2 separate regions of the Dromaius novaehollandiae genome follow, and region 2 is linked to region 1. A link is a contact called in public Hi-C data. All regions are on one chromosome and are shown on one strand. Each heading gives the region's core, a stretch centred on a gene start, on an enhancer-like site or on the middle of the called end of the contact. The rest is flanking DNA. Distances are from core to core; before and after follow the strand shown.

The links. A called contact is a pair of places that touch in the nucleus more often than the background predicts.
Region 2: a Hi-C map of brain shows a contact between it and region 1, with 6 times the contacts expected there. The contact joins two enhancer-like sites. A contact is called at or near these places in 3 of 4 Hi-C or Micro-C datasets (brain, liver and ovary).

The regions. Positions count from the first base shown.
Region 1 is chr1:131,463,943-131,467,348 of bDroNov1.hap1, forward strand. No RefSeq gene overlaps it. Among named protein-coding and RNA genes, the nearest start is that of ARX, 29 kb to the right of the region's middle. Within about 2 kb of position 1,764, at least 1 of the 2 cell types and tissues checked has open chromatin away from gene starts, as enhancers often do.
Region 2 is chr1:131,679,900-131,683,305 of bDroNov1.hap1, forward strand. The region is part of intron 26 of POLA1 (DNA polymerase alpha 1, catalytic subunit); the gene reads right to left. Among named protein-coding and RNA genes, the nearest start is that of POLA1, 39 kb to the right of the region's middle. Within about 2 kb of position 1,707, at least 1 of the 2 cell types and tissues checked has open chromatin away from gene starts, as enhancers often do.

The sequences.
Region 1 (3,406 bases), core at 514-3,013:
ACAGTTATTAGCTCCTAACGACATGGCTGCACCCACGGCATAACAGATCAGATGTCAGCCCTGAGGATAAACTCCTAGGGACACTGAAAAGGTGAACAGAACTGCAGGTAAAAGAAGCGTCCCCAAATAACCAATTCATGGGTTAGAAGGCCATCACACAGATCCAAACACCTCCCTGAATAAAGTCTCAGAGGTAAGAAGGAACTTTAAACCAGGTTTGCTATTTGCAGCTGAAAAAAAATTGGGTACTTGCAAGCTGGCCACTTAGAAAACCAACTTTCACCCATTCCACCTTCACATCCTTGCTTAATATATGGGTATTTCATCCGTAAAATTATTTCAGACACTCGCAAAGTGGCCCTAATGTAACCATCTTCGCTCATCCTCCCTCCCCGCCGCTCCTCCGAGAAGCCTGCTGCGCTACTGCCAGGCTATTAACATTCCTCCAAAGTCATGGAAATGCTAGGATGTACCTGGTGCATTCAGAAACCCAGCAGGTGCTTTCTGCAGGTACTCTGCATCCAAGCAATGCCAGGAAGCAGTCATAAAGTTAACGCCATAGTAAGCTATGTAATTTTTAGATAACAGCTACTTACATAAGTACAGAAATTGCTACATTTTATATCTACAGATTGCTCACATTCCAATTATGGACCAAGACCCAGTGCATGCAAATAATTAGTATTTAGGAGTAACACATTATTTTATTCCCCCACATGCCACTCGGTGATCTGAAAATGGTGGTCGATTCCTAAGTTACTTTGCATGTGTCAGTGCGATTTCCCTCCCCCAGTCGCTGAAGTTTCTGGAGCATGTAAGTAATGTTATACTGTTACGAGGGTCTGTAAATTGTGTCCAGGGAGTTTCCCATGCAATTTTCACACTTATTATGTGGTTAGTTTATTTATACACCGGTATCGTTCAGCAAATTGCACGGAGACTACGTAGGGAGGCTGCGGCTTAAAAATACGCCCGTGCGCCTCGTGGCAGGCCCAGGTGTCAGGCGTGATCCTTTAACGCCAGGGAAAGCCGGCGACTACCTGACATGAAGGCCGAGCACAGCGATGCCAATTAATGTCACCGTTAAATCTTTTCGTGAGACTGATGCATGTGCAGCGGCGGCTTTTTAACACTCCGTTCGGGGGGCTCCAGGCGGCGGCGGCGGTGCCGGCGGTGGGACGCCCTTTGCCCGCGGCGCCGGGGCGCAGCCCCGCCGGCTCGGCCCCCGCGGGCGGAGGCCCGGGGCAGCGGCACGGCCGCCTCCGGCCGCCGGGGGGCAGCGCGAGATCGCCCAAAAGCCGCCGCCGTCGCCGCGATCCCGTCGCCGCGATCCCGCCGCCGCGCCGCTCGGCCCGGTCTGGCCCGGCCCGGCTCGGCCCGGCTCGGCTGGGCTCGGTTCGGCCCGGCCCGGCTCCTCACGACTCAGCCTGGCTCTACCCGAATCAGCCCTGCCCGGCTCGGCTCGGCACAACTCAGCCCGGCTCGGCTCGGCCCCCTCTGTGCCTGCCGTGTGGTGCAAAGCCCGCATCGCCCAGCCGGGGAAGCTGCCCCGTTTATTTATTTAAGAAGCTTTCACCTAGGAGCACTGATCAAAGCTAATGCTAAATAAATGTCTCCCTATAATAGACTGATTCTTCTAAGCTTGACACTGGGAATTGGGATTTCCCAAAGCTATTAGCACATAGCAGTAGGCACTCCAGACCAGCCAAGAACAAGGGATTAAGAGGTATTTGTCTAAACTAATTTCTGTCTGTATACCGGGTCTATAGAGACTGGTGTTACTCTGCTGGAATTGTGCAACACTGCTAATTGGCTACAAATTTCACAGTGGCAGGGCTCCCACCGGAGGCTGCAATGTATTCATTACACATGTTCTCTCCTCAAATGTGCGCCTGCATTAGGCGCCCGAGGCCAGGGATTCCCTGCACCACCTTTGCCCAGCTCAGAAGCTACCCCCGATATCTTTGTCTCCTTTTTGTGACTCGCTCCAAGGCACGCCGGATCAGGAACATCAGTTTGGGAAAAGTGAACACTCTGTCACCTGTGCCTGGGGAGCTACCAGTGCCTGCGCACCTTGTGAGGAAGCAAGCCAACCGAGTAAAATAGTAATAATAACTGGATGAATTTAGTACAGGATCCTCAAACTTTTATTTACGTGAATGACCTCTCAGGATGGATGTTGGCTTGTTATACTGCCACTCACATCCTTTCCGGAATAAAAGAAAAAAGATGAAAAGCTGCAATAGTATCTGCAAATTCATGACAGCTGCTCATTTTTGTAGAAATGTTGCTTGGCCATTCCTGGAACTAGGAATTTTATATTCCCTACATTGAGCCTTCCTTGCCCTCATCCTCCCTCCAGGCGGGTTTATCTTGACTTCACTGTTTGCTTGTTTACAGCCTTAGTGCACTCTACAACTAAGAGTAGTTAAGTTTGTATCATGCAGACATCTGACCAAGGGGAAGCCACTGTTGATAGAAAATTGATTCTGTGACAACCAGGAGTTTATTCCTCACCCTCAAGTAGACTGTTAACAGGATTTTTCATGCTAGATACCTTACTGCTCACCTACCATTACGCTATTGTTTCTTTCTGGAGGGAAAGCAGCAGTCTCCCAGCAGGACCGTTCAGCAGTGGATGAAGGCCTCAGTTTCCACAATCGACTTTGACACCCTCAAAATAGGAAAGGAAAAGGAATCTCAATTTTGAAAAATTGAAAAAAAAATCAAAATTTCAAAGGAAATCTAAGCATCCATATGAATCAGACAGGACCTCAGTGTCCTGGTCTTTCAGAGTTATCTTCCCAAGATGAAGCATTGCATCAATATTGCCTTCAGCAGTAAGATCATCATGAAGTTGTGATGTCATCTACTCTAGCTCAGTCGTCTGGAAACCCATGGTAGTAAGAGATTTTAAAAATAGCCATGAGACTTTCAGATCATGTCACTCTTGCTAACACTAGAATCACAAACAAGGATGCTGTTCTTCATGAGTTGTTTTTGGTTTCCATTCTCAAAATGTAAGGATACAATTTGTAGTCTGTGATTTCTTGATTTCAGCATCTTAAAATGCCTCATCTGTAACATATACCTATAAAAGTCAAGTAGTGTCTTATACAGCCAGAGTGAAATACCTAAATGCTATTGCAAGAGTAGCTATTTAAGAAGTTTGACAGCATTGGCTATTGAATCTCAGCATATGCTGCTGGACACAAGTATCCTCCTAATATCCTATACCGAGAAAAGTCTCTGAAATTTCACAGAATGAAACTTTGGCTTCAGCCAGGTTGATGAGAAATATCCAGAATTTCAGCAGGGCCAGAGTTTTATTAGAAGAGGACACAGAGCTGTAGCTGCTAAGCTGCAGTGGAGTGATGCGCCCTAGACAACCATAGGAACCCAAGCC
Region 2 (3,406 bases), core at 457-2,956, 220 kb after region 1:
TACAATAGATGGCCATTAACCTGCTTACCTACCCTTGTTTAATTTTTTTAAAATGAGCTCATCTTTCTCCACTTCATCTTTCTCCTCCCTCATCTATTCTTTTCCCAGATCGTAGCTTTTATTCTTTCCTTTTGACTGTCAGGGCCTTAAACTAATTATTAATTGAGAATGTATCTAAGGATCCAAATGAGGAAGCTGGAATTAACCCAATTGTCTTTTTGCCCCTTTTATTTTGCATACTGTAACATTGTATCTACCACTAAGTAGTGCTGAAAATAGTAAAGGTGTGATTTTCCTTTTAGAAGCATCTTAGTTTAGTTCTCTTACTACTTGGGCAAAAAATTGGAACAACAGAAAACAACGTAGAAGAAATGAAGTACCTGGAAAAAGCATCAGTTTTGAACAGCCGTTGGCAACCAAGCTGAGTACAGAAAAAAATCTCTCAGCAACTCTGTCATCCTGTAAGAAAATACTGCAGGAAAGGGCATCCTGAATTTGGGAAATCAGACAAGAGACACTTCATCAAAAGGGCTGCCTTTTAAAGAGGCTAGAAAGACATGACCTTACACTGCCTGCTGGTGCAGAGCTGGCTGGTTGTACAGCACCAACTCATCTTGTTTCCAGTTGTTAAATTACATTAAAAGGACAGCTAAAAATATATTAAATATTTTCCTATTACTTTTCCATGCAAGCAACTGCTGTAGTTAAAACAAGAGCAATGTCCAGGCGAACTCTTAGTAACACCAAGGAGAAAAAATAAATAAATAAATAAAGAGAATCTTTCTAATGCATTCCAGATCGATAATGTAATATTTGGATTCCAAAAACTGTAAAGAAACCTTTTGTTTAAAATAAAATTTATTGTTAGAACAAGAACCGATGTGTTTCTAATGATCAGAATTAGCAAATATTTATGTTTTTCAAAAAGGACAAATAGATCTGATGTATAGTTTTAACTCCCTCCCATTCTAATTTTTTGCCAATTTTTTTCCTTTCAAAATACATTAAACTCAACCAGTCTACCTGTGATATATAATATACTGAATTAAGACAAATTTCACACAGATATTCCCTGTCTTCCCTTTCAGAGGTTACTCACAACTGAAAAAAAAAAATAAACAAGGAGGACGCGTTTGAAAAAACGTACAGTCAATCTTTAAAACACTTGACAAAAATGAAAGTCTTAATTGATTAATGATCTCAAGGTCTCTATCGCCATCTAGTGAAAAATCACCATCATTACTACACTATACACATAAATTACCTCATTTACTGGAATCGCACACACTAATTTCTCTGCAGGATCCAGCCTGCCTATGACCAGAGCTGTAAGACTGCAAAGTTTCTGCTGCATGTCTTAAGGTAAACCAAGGTCAATCACCATCACATATCTCACTAAGGTTAACCAAAGAGATCTGAGCTCTTATGGGAAACTTTGTCAATGGCTTACGGATTTCACACTCTGTCCTACAGCTATGTTCTGACACAAATAGCATCCTTTCTATATCATATTTAATACTTCTCCCATTAAAATGAAGTAAACATATTATACACAAGCACAGTTTTAAACAAATGACAATGTGTCATTTTACAAGAAGCAGTGTGTCACATTACAAGAATTTTTAGTCAACATACGGAAATCCATGGTAGTTCCGCTACTTCTAGTGCGTTGCCATAACCAAACCTGCATCTCACAAACAGGAGTTAAAGTCCACAAGAGGCAATATAGAGCATCCAGCATCACATGCTTTCAGTTCACTTTTCCTCCAACTTCAGCTAAGGGATTCTCAGTCACAAAGTTAGAAAGCAGACAACTTACAGAAGTTATCAAAACTCATTTTCACTCAGGTACGCTGAAGTTAACAATACAATCATCTTCAACAAGAACTTCTTTAACTTGAAAGGTATATTCCCCGCTTTAATTTTTTTCTGCTAAGACTTATGATTGAACTGTAATTGTGTCAGTGTAAGAAAACATTAATTTCACTTTTCATCCCATACAGTACTTTTCCCCCCTTAGACACCTACATCAGAGACACCTGCAAGCCTACCTGCATTTATCCAGATTTTCTCCACAACAATATTGCATACCACTTTTTTCTTTTTGAAAATGTATTAATCTTTGACCATCAGAAAAGCCTGTATCAATTTATATTAACATTTTTCTGTAATTATTTTTTTATTCACCCTCTTCACACAAAGAGACCAAATCTCCTGACACTTAATGTTCCTCTATTTTACATTAGCTTTCAGTGTTCACTGGAAACATATGAATGGAAAGATTAATGTAAGGAAGGGTTTAAATTACTATTTTTCTAGATACAATATTCCAACTCACAAAACCAGATAACTGAACTGCCTTGTATCATCTTTTATGGCAAAAACTACTTAAGAAATGAGGAACTAACAAAGCTATATCTGTTAACTGATGACATGCCTAAGCCCACAAGTTTTCAGAATACGGCATATTCAATGTATTTCATCAGAATCTGTCACATTTACACAGAAACACAAAATTACAGAACAGTCTGAACACTTTTCAAGCTTTCCAAAAGTTTGTTATCTCCATAGTATCCAGAGTAATGAGTACTAATCTACCCCAAATAATAAACTACATATGCAATCCAAAAGTATTTTTCCTTTTTAATACAAAGGCCAAAAGCTCAAGTATCCATACAATACCTAGTTTGTGACAGGTGTTCTATATATCTAATGAAAATCTTCAAGTTTCAAACAAATTCACGACTTGTGAAATATTGCTAGAAAAATTACAATTTGTAACTTATAATCATGATCACAGGTTGCTTTTCATGCCAGCCTTGTAGATAAGCACACCAGGATCTTAAAAACAAAAAAATACAAAAAAACCAAAACCATTTCCTTAAAGGAAACATCAACATCTGAATTCACATGCACACATAACCCATTCGCAGTTACTTTTTGAAGCTGGAAATGATTTCCTAGTTAAACATGTGTGTAAAGTTAAACACAGCATCTAGGGAAATCCTGGGAGGACAGCAAAAGAGGGTTGTCTTTAGAGAACAGTTTATATGGGAAGACTTAGAAAAATAACGACACATTATCAGAAACAAAATGCCCCTATGCACATCAGCTGCAAGTTGTGAATGGACCTTCAGTGCATTGGATAGTCCAGCAAGGAGTGCTGCTCTCATAAGTCACAGGGACTGCATGCTTCTGAACACAAAAGTGAACTCATCCGTCTCCTTGGTCAACTAAAAGATTAACAAGAGCCAACCATCCTGTCACATCCCTTCCTTGGACTTTTGTAGCTTCCTGCTTGGTATTCTCATTTATATAAGAACTAAAATGAAGCAGTAGGAAAACTGTTTTAAAACAGTGTACATCAGTGGTATGTTTTGGATATGAAATGATTATTTTTTCCATT